Regions from separate parts of the Zea mays genome. Here regions 1, 2 and 4 are each linked to region 3. A link is a contact called in public Hi-C data. All regions are on one chromosome and are shown on one strand. Each heading gives the region's core, a stretch centred on a gene start, on an enhancer-like site or on the middle of the called end of the contact. The rest is flanking DNA. Distances are from core to core; before and after follow the strand shown. Region 1 holds the start of LOC103627401 (la protein 1). Region 2 holds the start of LOC103627405 (BTB/POZ domain-containing protein At2g24240). Region 3 holds the start of LOC100194386. Region 4 holds the start of LOC100283282 (adenine phosphoribosyltransferase 2).

Region 1 (2,836 bases), core at 237-2,736, 300 kb after region 3:
GAGAGCTAAAATTTACATAACTGTTGGAGTTGCTCTTAGAGGCGATGAAACATCGGCGGTGCAAAAATGATCGTATATATTTTAAAATTTTATAGAAAAAATATTTTTTAAAAATGAATCTACATGATCATTTCGGGAAGCACAATTACTTGTTACGCCGCTGTGTCTGCAGTGCGACACGACACGGAGGTCCGACGGACGCCGGATACGACCGCGACGGTGACACTGACAGCGCCCGGCCCCGGCCGGCCCAAGCGTCTCCTTCACACGTAGCCCAAGCGCGTCCCGGTCGGCCCAAGTGGCGCGTCCCGGTTGGGCGCCGGGACGATCGCGCTATCCCCTGCGGATACGGGGTTGACAGGTCAGCCGGTGGCCCTCCCCGCCGGGCGCCGGGCAATTCACGAGCGAGATCTGGATCCTTGGGCATCTATCTGCCTGCTGCTGTCTGTCCGTCTCTTTCTCTTCCACACCGATAAAAAAAAAGGTGCTTTAAAATGGTCGCCTGAACCGCAAGTGCGTGCTTCTGTGTGCCGCTCCCACTACCCACCAGCACAGATACAAGCATAGCTTGCGTCACATAAAATAGGTTTGCCACGAGACGCAAGTGTGCCATTGTTAGCAAGTACAAGCACGCCTTTGCTTTTGTGCTCTAGTAGCACACGAGGCTAACAATCCACGCAAGTAATAGAAAATTAATGTCACGGTGCTGCTTTTACTCTTCATTCAGAACGAATGTATGAGCGGTGGTGTTGATACCACTTCTACTCTTTAGTTAGAACTCGAATGTATGAGTAGTGGCTACAGTAACAATGGTGATGACCACTGCTCACGCCAACAAACGGGAACAACCAAGACAGGTTCTAGTTTACTCCTCTCTCTTACTATCCATTGCCAACTTTGCAACTCCCAGTTTCGACTGGATGGTTCTTTAAGCTACTAGAAATTCCGGTATCAACCGTACCATGTCTAACAAAGGGGACAGTTAGGCGTACCACTGATCCGATAACGACTGTTGAGTGCTGAGATGGAAGACATGAGCAAGCTGAAGAATCGGCTGATCCAGAAACCAATAATAAACAGCTATCGGCTCCGATCGAGTACGCGTATGCCGGCACCAGACACAAAAAAAGAGACATGCTTATCTGAAAGCTACCCGGTTTTTATCTGTTCAGGGAAAGAACGCCCCAAACGCAGTTCCTATCAGAAATCAAGATAGCTGATGATAAGACTGACCGGCTCGGAGGTCAGACGCAGAGCGAGTGAGCAAAGTGGAGGCCGTATCTTTTATCCGGACCGCACGAATACCCGATTTGGCACGTTCACGTCGGCGACTGCGACTGCTTGTCACCTTGTCTTTGTCTGCTTCAGTTGTTCAAAATGCAGCCACGGCTCTGCTGAATTGAATGAAAAAACAATATTCTTTGCGTGGAGGGAGGCCTCTCGCAGCCCAAGTACCTCCGAGATCGGCCCCATAGAAAGCAGGCCGTTTTGGAAGGAGTTATGGGCCGGGCCGGTAGAAAACTACACGGAGAAAGCCGCCGCCGCCGCTCCTTCACCCGCGCCAGCGCTGCTGCTAAAACCTCCCGACTAAACCCTAGCAGCGGTTCCTCTCCAGTCTCCAGCAGTCCAGCTCGATCGCGATCGGAGGCCAGAAATCCATGGCCGCTCCCGCCGCCGCGCCGCTCGACGAGGGCAAGGCGAAGAAAGTCCTTCGCCAGGTTCGCGATCCCCGCCTCGTTGCTCCAGATGCGCAGCTTTTTTTTTCCGCCACCATGCGATTCCTCTGAAAAGTACGTATCTGATTCGGTTGCCCCAGGTCGAGTTCTACTTCAGCGACAGCAACCTCCCCCGCGATAAGTTCCTGCGGGAGACGGTCGAGCAGAGCGATGACGGATGTAATGCCCAACCGCCCCATCTCCCTGCTGTTCGGTTTGTTTGTTTCCGTGGGCGAGCTGCTGAATTCTCTGTTGTTTTGTGCCGCAGTGGTGAGCTTGCCCTTGATATGCTCCTTCTCGCGGATGAAGTCCCACCTGGGGCTGGACGCAGATGTCAAGCCCGAGACTGTGCCGGAGGAGACCGTGCTTGCGGTTGCTGAGGTGCTCCGGCCTTCTCCTGCCCTCCGCGTATCGGAGGATGGTAAGCCAATTCCTGCCCTTCCCTCACCTTTTTTCAGGAACTTTGGTTTAGTTGTGTCACGTGCTGAACACGTGACAACCCGAGCTTTGTTTCAGATATTTCTATGTCTCTCAATTTAGTTGACATTTTAGATTGTCCTATTCTACATTAAAAATAGCTACAAATCTAGATCCCTTGGGCTTAAATTGTGAACAAGTTGTGTCTAGCACTCGTATGTACGACCAGCAGATGTTAATATGTTGCCTTGCCTTGGCTTGCACTTGATTTGGATCTCTCGGTCTCTCCTTTATCAATACTTTACTGGGAAGCAATTTTTATTACGAACTTCTATTGTAAGTCAAGAGTCATAGTTCTTATAACGAATAGTTGATTTAAGAGGTGGGTTGGAATGAATCTGAGTTGGTTCACTTCTACTGTACTTCGATTGCAGGAAAGAAGATTGGTAGAGCTAGTGAACTCTTGAAGCCAGATGAGATCATAGAACAAGTAGACTCTAGGACTATTGCTGTATCTCCGCTGCCTTGCAATGTAAAGCAGGAAGACGTCCAATCTTTTTTCACAAATTATGCAAAGGTATGTTGTATCTATTTTTCTTTCAAATACTATAGTTAATGTGCTACTGGCTGGTTACGAAATGGATTGAAATAGAAATCTGATACTACCTCCGTTCTTAAATATATGACGCTGTTGACTTTTTGTT
Region 2 (2,702 bases), core at 24-2,523, 320 kb before region 3:
ACATTGTTTGGTACTGATGACAGAAACTATAAACAGAAACTGTAAACATAAACAGAAACTGTTGGCAGACCAACAATTTGTGAATATCCAATCATTTGAATTACAATCATATGAACTATAGTAGCAACATAAACAATTTGTTGGCAGACCAACAAACATAAATAGAATCTGCCAGAAACAATTTGTAATTCCATATCCAGATCCAGTTTCTCATGCATATCTAGTTTGTGACAGAAACAAAATTGCCTTAGAAATCATGAGAGTATCTAGACCAACAAACATAAACAGAAACTCATGAGAGTAATTTGATACAGATGTGGCTCTCTAAAATATAAATAAGATATAAAAACGTGATTGACTCTCTAAAATATAAAAAGACTTTTGAAGATTGAAAATATATAGATAGTGGTATTTTATGGAAAAATGACTCTCCAAATGATAATTTAGATTGTGAAATTTTGAAACGACTCTTGGGACTACTTCGTATCAATCGTGTGCAATAACTGGTTTGACATCTACTTTACATGGGTGTATATATCTATATATGTAATCAATCAATCTATATATGTAATCAATCAAAGAAGAAATTAAAGAAGCATAAAAAAACTAATTAACAAACCAAAACCCAACCCGTCGCTGATCTCCACGCCCAGGTGGCCGCTCTCGATGGCGATCCTCTCGGCGCTGTCGGCGGGGAGGCACTTGTGCAGCGAGTCGAACACCACGGAGAAGTACCGGAGACTGGCCGTGAAAGGTGGAAGCAGCAGCCGCGCCAGCCGCGCCTTGGTTCGCCGCAGCTCGTCGTGGCTCGTGCCGGAGCCGGTGATTCGCAGGGAAACTGGCTCGTCGCCGTCGCCGTCGTGTTATGCGCTGCTCGTTCTCGCGCTCGTGCTCGCGGCGGCGGCCGACAGGGACTAGATCAAGGAGGGCCACTGGAAGTCGTACGACACGTCGAGGTCGACCACGTGGAGGTGCCGGCGATGGTGGCCGCCGCTCTGGAACGCCTCCGCGATGGCGACTGCGAGTGAACCGGAGAGGCGAGAGCCGCGGCGGCTGCGGCTGCGAGTGAACTCGAGAGGCAAGTGAACCCTAGCGCAGTGGGCGAGCACGGGCCAGGCTGATACGCGAAGAAAGTTAGCTACGTTTCAATTGGGTCTGGCCACGAAGTTAGATGTGGCTCGCCTCAGCCAGGCCTCCAAGCTGGGCCAGGATACCAAACATGACGTGATTGTTTCAAATGGGCCTGGTCGTGCGTTGGGCCAGGCAACCAAACATACCCTCCCTGTCCCACTCCCGTCTCGCGTCAACGCAACAACCGCCGGGGTGTGGACGTGTGCGCAGTGACGTCGTGCGCGAGACGACCAAATCCTCTAGGTTCTTGGACCTGGCCGACCTGCCGTTGCCCACTGCCGCGCCCGCGCCTCCTTTTCTCCGTCCCAGCCCAGCCGGCACGTCAGCTCCGCACGATGCTGCCGCGCCGTTATATACGCCAGCTCCGCGACCCGGGTCCTCCTGCCCGTCTCATCCCCCACGATTCAAAACGGCCGTGCGCACCAACTATAACCTGCGACAGCGGCTCCTTTTGCGATCCATCGGCCATGTGCACTCCCGCGGCGTGCCGCGGGCGCGTGCGCATCAACGTCGGCGGGCGGGTGTTCGAGACGACGGCCGCCACGCTCTCCAGCGCGGGGCGGGACACCATGCTCGGCGCCATGGTGGACGCCTCCTGGAACGCGTGCCCCGACGGCGCGGCCGAGTACTTCATCGACCGCGACCCGGCGTGCTTCGCGGTGCTGCTGGACCTCCTCCGCACGGGGGCGCTCCACGTGCCGCCGGGCGTCCCCGAGGCGACGCTCTACCGCGAGGCGCTCTACTACGGCCTCCTGGACCGCGTCCGCGCCGCGCGCCTCGGGGAGCTGGACGGCGACCGCGTCCGCCTGGCGGCGTCCGTGCCCGGGCGCGCGCCGGGGGACGGCACGGCCGTCCGCGCCGCGCCCGACGGCGGCTGCTGCGTCGCGCACGGCGGCGCCGTGCGCGTCTACAACTGGATGCTCGAGGAGCGCCGCCCCGTGTGCCTCGCCCACGCGCCGGTCAACGACGCGGCGTACCTGGACGCCGCCACGCTCCTGGTCGCCGCGCGGGAGCGGCCCGGCCGCCGCGACGGCCACGACGGCGGCGTGGCCGCCTTCTCCGCGCTCACGGGCGGCCTGCGCCACCGCTTCCGCGTCGCGCACGCCCGCCAGCCTCGGTCGTTCACCGCCGGCGCCCTGGCCTTCGACGGGGGAGGAGGGTCAGGGTGCGCCGTCTTCGCGAGCTGCAAGGGCCGGCTCAACGAGTACGGCGTCGGCGTCTGGGACCGCAACACGGGCGAGCAGGCCGACTTCTTCTACGAGCCGCCCGGCTGCGCGCTAGGCGACGCCGACAGGCTCCAGTGGCTGGACGGCACCGGCGCGCTCATGGTGGCCACGATGTTCCCGCGGGCCGACTCCTCCTCCATCAGCCTGCTCGACTTCAGGGACAGGAGCGTCGTCTGGTCGTGGTCCGACGTCGGCACGCCGGCGTCGCTCGAGGACAAGCACGCGGTACACGCCGTCGCGATGGAGGACGGGAGGTCGGTGTGCGTGATCAACCAGTACGACGACCTCGGCTTCCTCGACCTCCGGAGCAGCGCCGGCGGCGTGCGGTGGCGATCGCGGAGCAAG
Region 3 (2,785 bases), core at 164-2,663:
GCCGAATTGCGACGTGGGCGCACCACCGGCCGGCGCACGCAAGTACGCAAACTAGCAGAAGCTACGAAAAGGGCCAACTGGTCCAGCCATGGACGAAATCATGCATGACAAGTGGTGGCAGCCATCGAGCCTCGCTGGAGTACTATGTTAGGATGTATCCTCTACAAACAGTAACTGAGGTAGAGTTAATCTTAATCGTCTAACCGCGTCCTTGATCGGGGGCTATCCTAACCGTTGGTTGCAGCCCTCGGTCATACGACGCCATATAAATAGATTAAGGGGGCCGACTGGTTTAGCCAACGCTAATCGCTCCACCACAAAACCCTAATCGACACCTTAAGAGGAACCGATCCCCTAGGCGCTCGGAGTGACTGAAATCGCTGTAACTATGTCTCAGATCCTCGTTATCCCATCGAGATCTGAAGTTCCCCTGCAGACAACATTGGAGGAGCCGATCCACCGTCGATCAACGATGAAAACCAATCTCCTCGACACTCGTAGGGAGATCAAGAAGGAGGAGGCGGGTCTTCGCTGCAAGACGCCGCCGCAATGATGGTTAGGAACAACAACGACAGTATGTATATATTTACCCCTCAGTAGAATAGATCTACTCATCATCGAGGTATTTTAGACATAAATTGGTATTCTAGGGACTTAGAAATCGATATTAATCACCAAAGAATTTAACATACTGCACTGTTAAAACCGAGTAAAACCTGAGAAGACCACCGCTGCCGAGGGCCAGGGTACCAAGTCTAACCCACCACCTCGGCATCTAAATCGAAACAAACGCCTGAGGTCAGGTGCATGCATATAAAACCACGCCATTGAAGCGGTCAGTGCTCACCTGGACGGCGTCGCCGCTGCTGATCGCTGCATAGACAGAGCATTCCAAGTGCTGCGCGCGCGCTCGAGCCGACATGCGACAGCCGAGACGCGGCGCGCGCGGTCGGCCTTCCAAGTGCTGCGTGCCCTCCCCCCCCCCCCCCCAGGCCACCATCGTGCATTCTTCTGTCACTGCTGATGCGGCGCGGACCTCATCGGATCGGAGCAGATCAGATCACCAGCACCGGCTCCCGCGTCCCAGCGTCCGGTGGGGTGGACGCGGTCCACCCAGGGTCCGAACACCAGCACAGAACGCCACGCCACGCCTCCTAGCTTGCCTTGGGCTGACAAAATCCAACCGGCAACCCCCCATCAACTCCACCCCCCAGCCCCCACCATCCGCTGTTGCTTTCCGCTGGTCATCCATCCCACCAAACGCCCAGCATTTTTCTTTTCTTCATCCAAAAAAAACCCCAACCCGAGACTCGGGCAGATTCACGGGGGACGACCACGAAGGGGCGCGCGCACGGCAGCCTGGCTATAAAAGGCGCTCCGCCCCCCGCTAGCTCACCAGCTCTCCACCAAGAGCTGTACCCCACACCACTAGGCACTAGTCCACTACCTAACGCTACCTGCCTTTTCACCGCGTCGTGCGCCACCGCCACGTTGAGCTCGCGTCCGTCCCAGATCCGCCGTGCTCCTCCATCGCTCGCGCAAGGTTGGTTACTGGCCTCGCCTGCTCGCCTTTCCTTCAACTCCTTCCCGCCCGCAGGATTTGGGCTTTCTCGATCACGAGGCGCTCCGGTAGGTCGGAGTGGGAGGATCAATCAATCAATCCGGTTGCGTACGAACGATAACGCGGTGTGTCGCGTCGCGTGCAGATGAAGATCACGGTGCGGGGGTCGGAGATGGTGTACCCGGCGGCGGAGACGCCGCGCCGCCGGCTCTGGAACTCGGGGCCCGACCTGGTGGTGCCGCGGTTCCACACGCCCAGCGTCTACTTCTTCCGCCGCGAGGACGCGGACGGGAACGACCTGGCGGGCGCGGACGGGAGCTTCTTCGACGGGGCGCGGATGCGGCGCGCGCTGGCCGAGGCGCTCGTGCCCTTCTACCCGATGGCCGGCCGGCTGGCGCGCGACGAGGACGGCCGCGTCGAGATCGACTGCAACGCGGGCGGGGTGCTGTTCCAGGAGGCGGACGCGCCCGACGCCACCATCGACTACTTCGGCGACTTCGCGCCCACCATGGAGCTCAAGCGCCTCATCCCCACCGTCGACTTCACGGACGACATCTCCTCCTTCCCGCTGCTCGTGCTCCAGGTGAGGAAAATCGATCCATCCCCACCTAACATCTTCGGGCTTCAGTTCTCTGCATTTCACTAGAGTTTTGACGATTTGATCGGGGTCGGGGAAGGGTTGAAACAAAGTGGTGGGCTTCGGTTATCTGAGTCGCCGCCAGCGCACAACGTCTGGGTCAACGTAGGTAGACTCGTCACAATTGTTGGGTGCATGTGCGGCGTGTGTATAGTATACATGGGCTGGCGCCGACGCGGATCGATGCGCGTGGAGACAACCTGTCAGGCCTGCATCCGTTGTTCAGCTGACTAGCCGAGGTGTGGAGGACGATCTCCAGATCTTCTTACATTTATGAATGAAAGATGTGGCCAAAAAAAAAACCTGCAAAGGACTCCGTCATTCATGTAGCTAGCAGTGCTCTATAAAGAAATCGTACCTGTAGTCAAATGAGCGTTCAATAGTGCGTGCCGACGTGCCGTGCCATAGTATTAAGCTAATCTAGTAATCTGTCAAGGGGTTCGATGTTTTGCACCAATCGGTGTGTGCATCGTGTTTCGAATACAAAACGCTCTCTGCTCCAAATATCACTCCTCCAAATATAGGGAATATTATAATTTGGAAAAGTCAAATATATGACTATATAGATATTTACCATCACATTCGTA
Region 4 (2,985 bases), core at 335-2,834, 500 kb before region 3:
ACAGAGCAAAATCTCAGAAGCAGTACTTTGCAGCGATAACGACAGCGGATCGGGTGACATCAGGGCGCGGCAGCAGCAGAGAAGCGATGCATGACGGGCGTATACCACGGGGTGGGTGTCCCCCGCGCCGCTCGATCACGTGCGCCGGCTGCCGCAGCCGTCCGATCGCGCGGGGCCACGCCGGACGCTGCGGCATGCTGCCGCGGCCTTGACCCCCCCATTGCCATTGGTCCCTGCCGCGGGACCGGATCTGTGCCCGTAGCAGGCCTCCTTCTATACGTGTGCGGTGTGCCTGCCACTGCCACCCCCGCCCCGATACGCTACTGGATGCGGCAGATTCCGGACGCGGCCGCGGCGGGAAAGCCTGGAAAGGCGCGCCCAGGTCATGTGCCTAGACAGACGGACGGACGGAGGGAGGGAGGGGAAGGACGCTGCGCCAAACATTCTGCCACGAGCGCATGCACGCCCTGTGGCCCTGTGCTGCGTGCATGGCGGGTTCGCCGGTTCAATGTCTACTGGCTGTCTGGCAGTGGCAGCGCCAAGCGTGCACTCAACCCACACCGGCAGACGAGGTTAACCACACGCCGTTCCATGCGCCACGGCCACGGCACATGCACACGGCCGGGGAGGAGACGGGCCCGGCTGTCAGCGGCGGTCCAGCGCGATCTCGCGCATTTATTATCGGTCTCTGCAGCCTTTTAGTAGGATCTGCCTTGCACACCTGGCGCCGGATGGATATGGCAGGCGGGGCGGAGCTGGGCGAAACGCAAATCCAGCAACAGTGGCGTGGGAGGATTATTATGATATGATCCTCCCGAGGAAAGAAAGCAGGCCCGAGCTGCAACGCGAGCGCGAGCGAGAAAAAGGCGGGACGGACGCCGGCAACGACAAAAGCGCGGGGGGCGCAAAAAGGACCGAGGGAGATCTCCCCCAGAGATTTTACGGAATCTCAGAACTCTGCCCACAACAGCTCAGCGCGACAGCGACGTGCCGCTTCAGGCACCGCCGCCGGATACTGGTCGTCGAGTCGACCGGCCGGAAGAGACGAATCGAGGCGAGGCCAGGGGAGGTGCGGTGTCCGTCGGGCTGTGCTGGTTACGTACCGGCGACGGCGTCGATGCGCATCCCGCGGTAGCGCTCGACGAACAGGTCGACGGCGTCCTTGAACACCCTGGGGCGCAGCAGCAGCGTGGTGATGTCGTTGAACATGATGCCTGCAGCGTCCCGTGGCCCCCAACGACGGCGCATGCAGAGCAAGGAAGGCGTTACTGGCGGGCGGCACAATTGGCAGCAGAAGGCGTGTGGAGAGGAGTGAGCGAGTGAGTGAAGAAAGGCGTAGTACCGTGCTTGGGGAAGTGCGGCACGACGCGGATGGCGTCGGAGATGCCCTGCAGCCGGGGGTCAGCGGCCGCCTCCTGGGCCACTACCTCCGCCACAGCCGGCGCGCGTCCGTTCTCCTTGGCCGGCCTGGCGTTGGTGGCGGCCTCCATCGCGCTGGCAGCGTTGCAGCTGGCCTCTTCACCCATTATTTCCTCTCTCGCTCGATGGGGCTCGGGTCGGTCCAAGCTCCAAGCTCCTCTTCGACACCGCCCTTTATTGTTGCTTGCTGGACCGGTGCGCCCGCGGCGTATATATATAGCCGAGGCAGAGAGCAGAGCAGGGCTACTAGCCGGGTGGGGGGAATGGAGTGACTACTACTACTACTGAGTACTGACTAGTGAGAAGCACCAGCCCGGGCCTCGGGTTGCCGGATCGGGACGGGAGAAATTAAACCGGGGCAGACGTTACCGTCCACGCGGCCAACGGGCTGCGGACACGGCGATCAAGCAGTACGGCGGCACGGTCATGCCGAAAACCTGGGACGAAGTAACGGGGGGCTGGCCGGGTGGGTTGGGTTGGGTTGGGTGACATAAGTGCAGTGGTGGTGACGCCGTGGTACTGCTAATCTAGTAGGACACCGGCGCGGCGCGGCACTGCACGGCAGGCAGGCAGGCAGGCCCAACCCGACGAGCCGTGGTGGAGTGGAGGGTGTGTACCCACACAAGCGCTTCAAATCCGGACGCCGTGCGGTGCGGTGCGGTCCGGTGGCTACTGCCTAGGCTAGCCCCAAGTGGAGCAGCGGCTGCGCCCTACTAGGCCACTGTTAAGTAAACGAAACGCGCTCCCCGTTTTCTTTCCCTTTTCCTCTCTGAAACGGCTAGGCCTAGGCGCGCTGCTCATCAATACTGGGGCCAGGGCGCGAAGCTTTTCACGAAAAGAGAAAGAGGCACGCCCCCAGTAACCCTCCCTGGCTCACATTTGTCACGTACTACAACTGTACAAGTAGTAGGGGCACAGCGCACACACCGAGATATATAGAGAGAGAGAGATTGTGTGCCTATGCGGCTATGCCTATGCCTATGCACGTACTAGCGCATAGTCGTACGGGGGCTATGCGTGCTGTGGGCTGCCGTGCCACCACTGCTCGTCCTCGAGGGAGGCCAAGACGAGGAGCCCCCGGCGCAGTGCAGTGCGGTGCGGCGCGGGAAATATTTGCGATCTGGAAAGGACGGACAGAACCCGCCGGAAGAGATGATCCATCGTCGCCAAACTCCTCGATCAGTGAGAAAAACGCTTCTCGACGTTTTTATCCCGGTCAAGGCCCAAGGGTGATTTCTGAATTCTGATCTCCGACGCCGGCGCCAACTTCGTGATTATACAGTTTGGAGTAGTCGCAGGGGATGCGATGAAAGGCCACGCGCTCGCGCTGGCATCGTTGCCACGTTACTGTTTTCCAGACAGTTGTTGTTTACTATTCATCAGTACCGCCCTGTGGCTGGGAGCAGCCGCTAGTCCGCTACAGTATCGATGGAGGTAGTAGCCAGGGCCCAGGTGGTGTGTGTGTGTGGGGGGGGGGGGGGGGGGAGCCATGTTACTGGCATTTTGCAAGTGCGGTTGCCCTTACCAGGAGGACGCGATCGCGTCAGTGATCGATCCAGGAACTGC

The links. A called contact is a pair of places that touch in the nucleus more often than the background predicts.
Region 1: a Hi-C map of leaf shows a contact between it and region 3, with 10 times the contacts expected there. The contact joins the promoter of LOC103627401 here to the promoter of LOC100194386 in region 3. A contact is called at or near these places in 4 of 25 Hi-C or Micro-C datasets (ear, leaf, leaf mesophyll and 1 more).
Region 2: a Hi-C map of tassel shows a contact between it and region 3, with 4 times the contacts expected there. The contact joins the promoter of LOC103627405 here to the promoter of LOC100194386 in region 3. A contact is called at or near these places in 4 of 25 Hi-C or Micro-C datasets (bundle sheath, leaf, seedling and 1 more).
Region 4: a contact with region 3 is called in a Hi-C map of tassel, with 2.0 times the contacts expected there. The contact joins the promoter of LOC100283282 here to the promoter of LOC100194386 in region 3. A contact is called at or near these places in 2 of 25 Hi-C or Micro-C datasets (leaf and tassel).

The regions. Positions count from the first base shown.
Region 1 is chr5:187,072,162-187,074,997 of Zm-B73-REFERENCE-NAM-5.0, reverse strand. LOC103627401 (la protein 1) reads left to right here and starts at 1,486. Exons shown (of 10, transcript XM_008647691.2): 1 at 1,486-1,718; 2 at 1,817-1,895; 3 at 1,984-2,136; 4 at 2,567-2,709. The coding sequence starts at 1,659.
Region 2 is chr5:187,689,216-187,691,917 of Zm-B73-REFERENCE-NAM-5.0, reverse strand. It overlaps LOC103627405 (BTB/POZ domain-containing protein At2g24240), which reads left to right and starts at 1,273. Exons shown (of 1, transcript XM_008647697.3): 1 at 1,273-2,702. The coding sequence starts at 1,467.
Region 3 is chr5:187,373,033-187,375,817 of Zm-B73-REFERENCE-NAM-5.0, reverse strand. It overlaps LOC100194386, which reads left to right and starts at 1,413. Exons shown (of 2, transcript NM_001139418.1): 1 at 1,413-2,144. The coding sequence starts at 1,707.
Region 4 is chr5:187,872,906-187,875,890 of Zm-B73-REFERENCE-NAM-5.0, reverse strand. LOC100283282 (adenine phosphoribosyltransferase 2) reads right to left here and starts at 1,584. Exons shown (of 7, transcript NM_001156184.2): 1 at 1,343-1,584; 2 at 1,104-1,214. The coding sequence starts at 1,526.